Regions from separate parts of the Mus musculus genome. Here region 1 is linked to region 2. Evidence: chromatin contacts called from public HiChIP or PLAC-seq data. All regions are on one chromosome and are shown on one strand. The core of a region is the stretch at or near the end of the contact, and the rest is flanking DNA. Distances in the headings are between cores, read along the strand shown.

Region 1 (5,434 bases), core at 1,996-4,495, 240 kb after region 2:
ATCACAAATAAAAATACCTAAGCAACTTGTCCATAAAACCTAATCTAAACAACCTTGAACCTGCAGGATTTTGTAACATCTTTCCAGACTGTTAAAGACAATATAAATATTTTCTGCCTGCTTAGCCCCCAAAAAATTTCTTCAGTATTTTCTTCTTCTTTTATTTCCCTCTAGCCTTTAAAACCATTTACCAGGAGTTTCTTACATCACAGGAAGGTATGCTGGAAATCAAATCAAGTGGCTATTTGCAGAGTGAGAGAGTTGCTAAATTAGGCTGGGCTAAATCAGAAAATAAAGGGAAGAAGAATGCAAGTTCCTTGACTCCTGAGATGCCTACTTATTTATCAGACATTTATTTGTTACTTATTCATTTGTTATTATGTATTAAAAGAGCAAAGGATGAAAGAGCTATGGGCATGCTATCCCAACATTTGAGGGTACTCTGCAAACCCAGGAGGTAGCTAATTTGGCCCATAATCAGCAGTAAAAGAGGTGGCATTCTAGCATGGAAAATACTCTGGTAGTAGGAACTGTTAAACACTAGATAATAAGAATAGCTACCAGTTATTCAATGCTTACCCTATGCCACTGGCTTTAGTGAATAACCTTGCCATAAGCCTACATAGGAAATGCTATCATTTTCCCTGCTATGGAGATAAGAAAATAAACTGAGAAAGGCTAAATGTCTTGTCAAAATCTTGCTCTCATTTGTCCAAGTCAGGATACACACCCAAGATGGATCCCATTTGGCCAAGTCAGGATACACACCCAAGATGGATCCCAACATGTTAACCAGGCTCCCCACTATTCCATTCACTTCTTAGTTAACACAGATTGTGCCACAGTCATCAGCGTAAGTTCTGAGACAGGAGAGGGTCATTCTATATTGCTTTGTGAACACAACAAGTGGCCATACAATGCTTACTGTTGACCTAAACTCTACCCCATTGTTTCTGCAGAAAATTTAAGTCAGTATAAATGAGAAGCCACATTTGCTATTGGCTTTTGTTTCTCAAACACCCTGCTTGAGTTTAGGGAGGATACGGAGATAAAAGAAATATGTCCCCCCAGCCTCAGGGAGCTTCCCTTTAAGTGGGGAGATAAACATGTTCAAAATTTACTCTAAAACATGTCAGTATTCTTACAAAAGTCGGCACACCAAGGTTGCACACAAGCCAGACTAGAATAGCATTGCTAAGGGCCAAGTTCACAGAGTGGATCTGAACCAACTGTCTCTGATATGGAGCCTCCATGCACACAATGGTAGCTATCTCCCTGTGCTAAATAAAAGTACTAAAGTTAAAGCAACCAATCAAATGGCTTGGTGACATCAGTGCTTTTACCCCAACTCTTTCAAGTTATAGAAGAGGAAACTGAGGCCAGAACAAGTCAGTGACTGTCTAAAGTCACATAACTCTTGTGAGGTAGGGAATCTGCGATCAAACCTAGACATGGAAGCCCATGGCTTCTGGGAAAACAAGCAAGACTTGATAAGAATATGTACCTATATCAAAGAAAATAGTTTAGTAATTTGGGAAAACCATCAAATAGCAACAATACCTGATCCCAAGAGAAGAAGAGTTAGAAAGGAGCTCGGGTAGGACTGTCTGAGATTAATATCAGGTGTTAAGGGCAGTGTAACAACCATAGGGGGAGTCTTTAAGACAACGTTGGCCACTGAAGATGTATATTTTCTAAGAGTGTGTCCAGTCTTTGTATTCCCACTACATTCAGACACAGCTTAGGTGAAGAGTCAGCCTGGAACAATAGAAATGTTCAAAGGAAGAAGTCATAGGGATGGAGAGGAGTAACTAGAGATTCCCATCAGATTAAAGGAGGAAGAAAGCCGTGCTAGGAAGACAGCCAGAGGCTAGGCAAACTAAAATCATGTACACACGTGTGTGTGCCTCGCTCCTAAAGAGTCAACCATACACAATAGGAGTATGGGTCTTTCGAACTATCCTAACACTCAGCTTGGCTACCAAGAAGGAAAGGCCAACTGGAGTGTCCTGGAATTTGAACTTGGAATTCCTTGAAGTCAAAAGATGTCAAAGCTGGTAGCAAGACATCTGAATCATCCCGCACAGTGCCAGTGCTGTGTGTTCCAATCAGAAAAAACAAAAACAAAAAACAACAACAACAACAAAACCTACAGCATATCCTTTTCAACAAGTGAAGAGTTGCTGTCTGTGCCACCTGTCAATCATCCACTGTTCTTTCTTCTTCTATTTGTCCTTCTATGGAGAAGGTCACTGCTGAGTTAGTACTTTGTTCTGTAAATAAGATGCTAATGTTCTATGCCAGACATTATTTCCCCAGCATTTTTTATAGGATGCCAGGCCCTTCATAGACTATGCCCTACAATACTTAACTTGTTTGCAGTGGGTGGAAGATGGAAACACAGTCTATTGAAACTATCAAGGCTTCCTTCCTGAAGTTTATTAAAGAGTCTATCATCTTTCTTTTATATCCTTTCCCCTAGGCAAACCCCGACCCAAAAAAATAGGCATGGTGAAAAAAATAAGAAATAATAATATCCAAGGAGATAGCTCTTGCTAACTGGAAGTGCTACATTTCTAGATCTCTATAAACAACCATGCGAATGTAGCCAAGCTGACATTGTGGTCAGGAAGGACACCCACCCTGTTATCTTACAGTCCTCTACCCGAGACATCATGCCTTCATTCATAAACCAGCAGGGGAGGTGGACAGCTGATGACATCATGAGCTACCACTGTTAGATCTTTGAGACTTTTGAGATCTTTGAGGTTTTTTTTTTTTTCTTTTTTCTTATCTCTTTGGAGTGGTGAGTAGCAGAGTAACTAACAGGTCACCTCCAGAATCAGAAAGCACTTCCATAAATCTAAACCAGAAGCCCAGCTTAACTGTAATAAGAAATGTCAAATGATCATGATGCCAGTGCCCATCCTGTGTAATAGTGTGGGATAAACAAGAAAGCTTAAGCAGAAGCCATGGATGACGTAACCCTTAGCATGTGATGGATGCTTCAGTGATGATTACTGTCATTGCTTCTCTTGACTCTAACAATCACCTTAGAGGAATCTAACGGTTCCTCTGCGGCCTTAGGCACGTCAGTAAATCTTAGCAAGCCTCAGTCTGGAAATGGAGTGGACACAAATAAGGTCACCTTGCCAAAATGGATGTGAGGAGCTGGTGAGAGAATTCACTCAACCATAAAGCCTCAGCAGGTGTCGAATGAGATTCTTGTGACATTTGTTAGTAACCTCTGATGACCTTCACTCTCAAAGAGTCTAGGGGTAACTTTTCAGGGGAAAGTGTGAGAGCCGTGGAAGAGAGTAAACGGCCTCCGTTACAGATTAATCCCTTCCCCAGCTCATTCCTTAATAAGCTGGTTAGCCCTTCTTTCAAAAGGGTTGGTTTCTTTCATCAACCCCAGAGAGCTGGAGAACTGGCATTTTTCTTTTAAATCTTACCTTCTCTGGTGTCAATTGGAAATAATATTTACTCACTACTGTTTTCCTTTCAAAAAAATCTGTCTAGTTGCACACTAGAAACAGTTTCAGCTGGTTTGTTTGTCTTGGACAAGCTGCTGAAGTGAGAAAAAAAAAGTTTTTGCTTGGCTGCATGTGAAACTGTTTCATAACCGTTCAATAAGTGCATTGAAGGTGGGTGCCAGCTCCGAGGAGCGCTGCTCCTAAAGGACCTCCACTTGTAGACTATTGTCAAGGGTAACCAGCATAATTAAATTAAGACAATGAGAAAAGCAACAGATGCAACTGAGACCAAGTCCCTGAGTGCTTTTGTTAGTCACTATCATTGTCTGCAACAAAGAAGTCACATGTGAGAGACTGGGAAGGGAGCCAAGTGCAAACTAGACTGCACAGCTGGTTTTAAATGGGTTCTCTGAGCCTGTGTGCCTGGAAGCATGCTACTTAGAGCAGTGGATGAGGTGGGTGAGCTTCGATCCACCCCCCACCCCCTCACCCCACCTTGTCCTCCCGCCCCCGTCCCCCCTGGAGGAGGCTGAGTCAGACCCATGGGATAACCACTAGGGGACACTTCGGCTCAACCGCACCCTGCCTATCTTCTACTTTCAGAGAAAAGAAAGGCCCAGAAGATAAAGATCTGTAAAATGGCCAATCGAACCTCATCTCTCCACTTTCAGCTGCTGCACAACCCTTGTGCGCATTTAAAAAGTAAAGTACAGAAGATACCTAAATGTGATCTTTAACAAAGTTGCAGCTCAGCTTGAGAATTGGAGATTCAACAGATCATGGGATTCCTTTCGCTGTTGCCAGTTCATTCTTGAGCTGGTCTACCGTGTACATTTCTTGACTCCTTTCTTTATTTCTAAGCTAGTGTGCATCTTAAATAGGAAAGAAAATATTCAAATCCAAATTAGTATACTTCCCTATATGTTGGTTCATTTAGTTAGCAATTTAGTAGAATAGTGCCATCCTTAAAACTATTCCAAGCTTTTGGTATGATAATCAGATGAGCCCATATGTAAAGTTTCTAATAGTTTGGAAACTTTAATGACCCCATTCTTTTGCCAGATATCTTCCTTTCATTTCTCTATTAAAAAAATGATTATAAGAAGCAGAATAAGGAACAAACGTTCATCCATAGCTTAGTGGGTAATGCTTTGTCCAGCAACAAATGTGCGTTGAGGGAACTTTATAAGATGTATGCTACATAAAGGGAAGGTCTCAGGATTTTTAACTGATGGCACTTCAAGGTGCTCTACTCAAGGCCCCACTTCCTGTTGGCCTGCTTCTTTTATAATGGCCATGAACCTGTTACTTTAAAGAGTGATGTTTATATAATGCCACTTTTCTTCTGTTCTGTCCTTATGATAATGACCATTGACTCACAAAGGGATAGTTTCCTTTCATGTTTCATGAAGGACTCAGAGGCAGAACACATGTTCCAGTAGTGATGATCCATTTGTGTGATAAAATTCTCCACATGTCTAAGAGGCTTAGTTGATAAGTATTGGTTTGTATTTCTTTGGTTGGGTTTTTTTTTTAAGATTATTTTTATTTTTATGAGTACACTGTAGCTGTCTTCAGATACACACCAGAAGAGGGCATCAGATCCCATTACAGATGGTTGTGAGCCACCTTGTGGCTGCTGGGAACTGAACTCAGTGGTTAAGAGCACTGACTGCTCTTAACCACTGAGCCATCTCTCCAGCCCTCGTATTTGTTTGTATTGGTAGTATTCATCAGTGTTAGATCCTCTCCCTCTCCCTAACTCTCTAAAGTCTCTTAGTTCCAAACAGCATTGAGACTGAGTGGGTGTGCATTCCCTTAGGTAGGAGAAAAGTTTGGCAGTTCTGAATGCCAGTGTGAGAATGACTGGTCTTGACAGAAACATGTCCCAATGATAAAAGCTACTGTGACTTATGGCGTGTCATTCTGTACCTATAACTGTCTACTGCATCCTCCTA
Region 2 (6,196 bases), core at 1,588-4,087:
ATTTATGTGTGTTGAACCATCCTTTCACGTGTAGAATAAAGTCAATTTGGCTGTGCCATGAAGGGCTTTTTAAAATAGGAGCTTGAATCGGGCTTACCATTATTCCATTGCAAAGTTTTACATCTATGCTCATCAGCAAGAGCAGCCTGCAGTTTTCCTTTCTGTGTTTTGTCATTACCAGATTTTGGTGTCAGGATTATACAGGTTTCATAGGCAGATTTGGATTTGAGAGCCTTTCTATGTCTAATGAGTAGTAATGGTGTTGATTCCTTTTTGAAGTTCTGGTAGACTTCTTCCTTAAAGCCATCTGATTCTAGGATTTTTAGTTGGTTGGCTCTTTGTCATTCCATCTATCTTTTTACTGGTCATGGGCCTTTTTAAACTGTTTCATATTGCTTTAATCTTGTTAATTTGTATGTGTCTAGGAATCCATCGACTTTTTTTTTTTTTTTTTTTTTTTTTTTTTTTTTTTTTTTTTTAGCGTTTCCAATTTTATAGACTATGGGCTTTTAAAGTATGAACCTTAATGATATTCTTAATTTCTATGCAATCTCTTGCTGAGACACATTCCATGGAGTAGTGGGGAAGATTTCATGTCTGGTATTATACTTCTGATTAAGGCCCATGGCCAGGGAAACCATGGGCTCTAGGGTAAAATTTGATATTTTTATTTTGCTTACTGGTGGTGCTCTCAGATGTCCATCTAGATATTTATGCTCACACCTACAGACTTTGGATGTTCTCAAATTTAGTCAGATAAGCCTCTTTGTATGGGGACAGCAGTCAGTGGAAAGATGAATTGGTCAAATTACTGAAGATAAGAGATGAGCACGCAACCCTAAATGGGCAGTCTACATTAACCCCCCTACCACCACCACCATCACCAAGACTCGGCAAACATTGAGGAAGAGGAAAGAATGGAAGGGCTGTATAATGAGGAAGAATGTTGAGCTATTTGTGTTGGGCCACAGTGGTAAGAGAATTAATGAACACTAATGGAAAATTGTGGTCTCCAAGTACCTGCTTGCTGGCAGACACTGAGAAACCATAGAACACACTAGTGGTTTTTTATGCTTTTTTTTTTTTAAATCTTTTGAATTAACTTTGTTAGTTGATGTTTTAATAAAAAAATGGTTCACTGAGGCAATTCATTAGACGTTGCATCTATTTTAAATTTACTTCAAAGTTGCTCAAAATAATGGTTTAGCTGACTAACTGCTTAACTGATATTTCTTTCTCCAGGGCCACATTTACCTCATGGCTGAAGGTTTTTTGTTTTTGTTTTTGATTAGATATTTTCTTTATTTACATTTCAAATGCTATCCCCTCCCCAGTTTCCCCTATGAAAATCCCTTATCCCCTCCCCCTCTCCCTGCTCCCCAACCCACCCACTCCAGCTTCCTGGCCTTGTCATCCCCCTATACTGGGGTATAGAACCTTCACAGGACCAAGGATGGCTGAAGTTTTAATTTTAACAATTTTTAGTCGCATTTTATAAACTCATAAGAGAGTATTCCTTATCAGTACACATAAATGAATGTTTTCATATATGTATATATACATATATACATATATGTATATAATGTGTGTGTCTGTATAAAATATAGAGACTCAAACATATTTCTGAGCATTTCTGCAGTCTGCATTAGTACTGCATTGACAGAGCTCCCTTGCCCTCTTTTACCACCAAGTCCCCCTGTGTCTTTACCACTCCCAGCCCCATCTCACATTCATGGACTCTGCTTAAAAATTATCATTATGGAAGTGTATATACACATACTTACACACATGTATACATATAAACACAACCTGCTAAAAGCATTTACTGTGGCTTGGATGTATATATTTTTAGGGTTGACCAGCTGGTACTGAATAACTAATTAGGGGCCTCTCTTAGTATTCATTATTTGTTTATAGCTTTTCATCTAACAGCAGGTCCTGGTGAGATTTCCCCCATTTTCACTGGCATGTCCACTGGTGTCATTGTTCTGGTCTCTTTAAGCAATTTACTATTAAGACTTCATGAATGAGGCTTTCCTGTTATATCCAGAAGACACAACTTCCCAGTATGCCCTGGTCTTCTGAGTCTTACACTCTTTCTACCCCTCTTTTTAACCCAAGACGTAGCAGGTTATAGTTACAGACAGACAACAGAAAGTGATATTCTGAAAAGGTGACAACTCTATCTGTGTTATTTGAACAGGAGACTTCTCAGAAAGATCCTTATGTAGAAAAGAATCATGGTGCGTGCATACCCTTTGCTTCATGCTGTACACCTGAACAAGGTGGCCGGAGTCCTGGTAGTGAACTTAACTGAATCGCATTAAGATTAGCAGAGGGGAAAGATGGAAAGAACCTGTCCCACTGGATGATACTGTGGGCTTTCTGTAGCTCTGAGTTGCTCTCCAGACATGTTTTTAGTATGAAACAAAATAACTGTATCTTCCTTCCACCATCACTATCTGAGTTTTAATTAGCCACACATGTCCTTTTCTGGGTGTTTAATTAAGTTGTCATTATCTCTGTCAGGTCTTTATTTACACTTTTACTTAAAAAACTGTTCTCAGTTGTAGAGCAGGCGGTTGTATTTCTTTGCTTGGAAATCAGTAGGCTCTCTGTGTAAATAGGATGTGCTGAGGGCTATTTCTAGACAAAGGAAATTTTAATTATGTCTTCTGTAACCTCTGTTCCTTGACTTTCATATCCTTTGTAGCCTCCCATTAGCCTGAAGCAGGCTGAGCCAGAACTTGACCTTGCTGCCACTAAGGAGATTATCTAGGGTGGAGCCTTCCTCCCTAGATCACTCTATTGTTGAGCCACAGTTGCTGTTCCTCTTCAAGATACTGCTACCTGCGGAGACTACACCCTAGCCTGCACATCATCACCTGCAGCTGATTCCAGGCTCCAAGGATGAATTGGCGGGAATGGACTCCCCCCCCCCCTTTTATAAAGTGTGTCTGCCATTAAAAATTTGAACCTTGAGCAGACTAGTTGTCTTGGTTCCATTATTTCTCAACCCGCCTTGGCTCCCTCTTTTCAGTTCCAAGATGCCTTCCAGGCTCGAATCTGGACATGTGAGCCGCTGGCCGGCCCCAACATCCTTCATGCTTACTTTAAGACACAATGGGGGTAGAGTTCATTTGCACATCTGATAGCCAGCCTCCAGCCTGCCTTTGTTCCAGACTGTTTCCTGATCTCTTCTAAATGGGATGGCTTGGCCTCACACTATCTCTAAGACACAGTTGGGGTTTGGCCTAGAAATATCTTGCCCATGATGAAATGTAGTCTGAGTTGATGTGTCAGTGGAAATGTAACCTCCTCTTGTAATAAGTACCTGAGGTTAATTTATTCTCAGACAGCCAACTGTTCAAACCCTGTTCAAGAAAAACAGATAAGTGTGATAACCAGTAAGAGACAAGTCTGTACCTCACAATTTTTTTTTTACCCTATAGGCACATCCCATTTTCTGTCTACAAATATAACTTCTCATGATCTGGGGTCAGACATGATCAACCATTTCTGATCTATACTGCCACTCAATTCTAGAATATCAACGCTAATTGAATGTGCAAAGCTCTACTTGCTGTAATGTCTCTTTTAACACTGATGGGCCTATGGAGACGTAGCTCCTCCCTCTATCTTACAGTTTCCTCCAAACTCCAAGCTGTCTGACTCCTACTATTGTCAGAACAGCTCCTGTTTTTTTTTTTTTTTTTTTTTTTTTTTTTTTTTTTTTTTTTTTTTTTTTTGCCACTGCCCTCCCCATGGTACTTGGCTTGTGAGAACATTCTCCCTCCAAAAGCATGGACCAATTAAAGACCAACCTTGCATTACAAAATTACTACATTCTTGAACTTCCTACCTGCTTTCTTTCTTTCTTTTTTTTTTTTTTAAATATTTTTATTAGGTATTTTCCTCATTTACATTTCCAATGCTACCCCAAAAGTCCCCCATACCCTCCCCCCGACTCCCCTACCCACCCACTCCCACGTTTTGGCCCTGGCATTCCCCTGTACTGGGGCATATAAAGTTTGTGTGTCCAATGGGCCTCTCTTTCCAGTGATGGCCGACTAGGCCATCTTTTGATACATATGCAGCTAGAGTCAAGAGCTCTGGGGTACTGGTTAGTTCATAATGTTGTTCCACCTATAGGGTTGCAGATCCCTTTAGCTCCTTGGGTACTTTCTCTAGCTCCTCCATTGGGGGCCCTGTGATCCATCCATTAGCTGACTGTGAACATCCACTTCTGTGTTTGCTAGGCCCTGGCATAGTCTCACAAGAGACAGCTACATCTGGGTCCTTTCAGCAATATCTTGCTAGGAGCACATTTTAAAAGGACCTTGAAAGACAGACCAGGGCCCAGATGAAGAAAAAAAAATCAACCATCCCACTTAAAAACATATCACCTATTGTAGCCATTTTCAATCTGTGCATCTCAACCCCTTTGGAAGTTGAATGACCCTTTCCAGGGTTTCAGTTATGAAGTAGCAACAGAAAGAATTTTATGGTTGGGGAGTCACCACACTATGAGGAGCTGTATTAAAGGGTCGTGGCATTAGGAAGGTTGAGAACCTCTGGCCTAGTGAAAGCATAGCTGCCTAGTTTTCAGATTTAGGAAGAGTATGACATCACAGAGCCAGAGAGCAGACAGACTGAGGTTGGAGGAAGGGTGGTGGTGGTGGTGGTTGTGAAATTTGATCCTCCCTTGTTCACATGTCCCTTCTGGAGTCATGCCTATAGAGCAATGACTAATTTTCTCACTCTGACTTGCCCTCCTGACTGACCAGAAAAATCTGTCAAAAATCACACCAGATTCTATACCTAAATCATGCTCCAATTCAGACTGAATGCCACCCCTCTTCCTAGGTATATCACCGTAATTGTTAGCTTTTACTGAGCCCTATCACATACCAACACACAATTTTAAGGGACATTTTTATAAACTTCTCTTACTATTTTAAAGTTAAGCTAGGAGACACTCTACTACAGTGTATGGATTTGGCATCATTAATTTTTATTAGTCCTTTGAGAGTTTTGCACAATGTGCTTTGATAGGATCCAGCCTCCCCCAATTCCTCTCAGATTCACCATCCACATTTACCCAACATCATGTCCATTTTTTGGGAAAATTTAAAGCTAGTGAGTCCAATTTGAGGTACTCATATATTCCCAGATGTGTGAATTTTCACTGGAGCATGGTTGGTTTTCTAGTGGCTTCACACTTACAGAAAATAATCCCAGCCATCCATGTCTATGTGGTGTCACACATCAGGATGCTCCTGGGGCTTACTTCTGTGTACCTGGATTCCTTGGAGACCCATGTCAACTCAACTTTGATGAGTGTAACAGTCAGCCATGTCTTCATGGAGGTCTATGTGTGGATAGAGGAGACAACTCCCACTTACTGCCCAAGTAGTGGATTTACAGGAATACACTGTGAGACTTTGAAGCCTCTTTGATGGTCAAAGCCTTGTCACAATGATGCAACATGTGAAGACATTGTCGACAGCTATACTTGGTGCCATATGTGGAACAGACATAAATGAATACAATAGCAACCCCTACCAATACAGGGGAATGTGCCTTGCTGTCCTCAGAGGATCTATATGGACACATTGCTGGCCTGCCTTCAACTACCTTCAACTACCTTGAAGCCTCGGGCTATGTTTGCATCTGTCAGCTTGGATTCACAGACAGGAGACTAGCATAACTGTCCTCTGAGAGTCTCCCCCCAGCAGCTGACCAAAACAGATGCAGATACCCACAGTCAAACATTAGATGGAACTCAGGTAGTCTTGTGGAACATTTGGGGAAAGGACTGAGGAACCCGGAAGGGATAGGGACTCCACAAGAAGACTAACAGTGTCAACTAACCAGGACCTTGGGGGTTCCAGAGACTGAACAATCAACAAAAGAACATACAAAGGCTGGACCTAGCCCCCATAGGTAGCAGATGGGCAGCTTGGTCTTCATGTGGGTCCCCCAAAAAGTGGAGCAGGTGAACCTGACAATGTTGCTTGCCTGTGGATCCTGTTCCCCTAACTCGGCTGCCTTGTTTGGCCTCAGTAGGAGAGGATGTACCTATTTCTGCAGTGACTTGAGGAGCCAGGGTGGCTTGGTTCCTCAGGAGGGACCTCCCCCTTCTCAGAAGTGGTCAGGATGTGAAGTGAATACATAAATAAATTAATGAGGGAAA

The links. HiChIP or PLAC-seq counts read pairs in DNA pulled down with a chosen protein or histone mark.
Region 1: a contact with region 2 is called in an H3K27ac HiChIP or PLAC-seq map of embryonic stem cells, with 9 read pairs. The contact joins two enhancer-like sites. A contact is called at or near these places in 4 of 484 Hi-C or Micro-C datasets (bone marrow-derived macrophages and embryonic stem cells), 8 of 115 datasets of contacts at active chromatin or transcription factors (all in embryonic stem cells) and 1 of 9 other capture datasets (embryonic stem cells).

What each region holds. Positions count from the first base shown.
Region 1 is chr10:87,923,611-87,929,044 of GRCm38.p6, forward strand. The region is part of intron 3 of Igf1 (insulin-like growth factor 1); the gene reads left to right. Among named protein-coding and RNA genes, the nearest start is that of Igf1os, 63 kb to the left of the region's middle. Within about 2 kb of position 3,246, at least 82 of the 459 cell types and tissues checked have an H3K27ac peak or open chromatin away from gene starts, as enhancers often do. A contact at or near this core is called in embryonic stem cells, where this site is marked.
Region 2 is chr10:87,683,339-87,689,534 of GRCm38.p6, forward strand. No RefSeq gene overlaps it. Among named protein-coding and RNA genes, the nearest start is that of Gm30073, 110 kb to the right of the region's middle. Within about 2 kb of position 2,838, at least 8 of the 459 cell types and tissues checked have an H3K27ac peak or open chromatin away from gene starts, as enhancers often do. A contact at or near this core is called in embryonic stem cells, where this site is marked.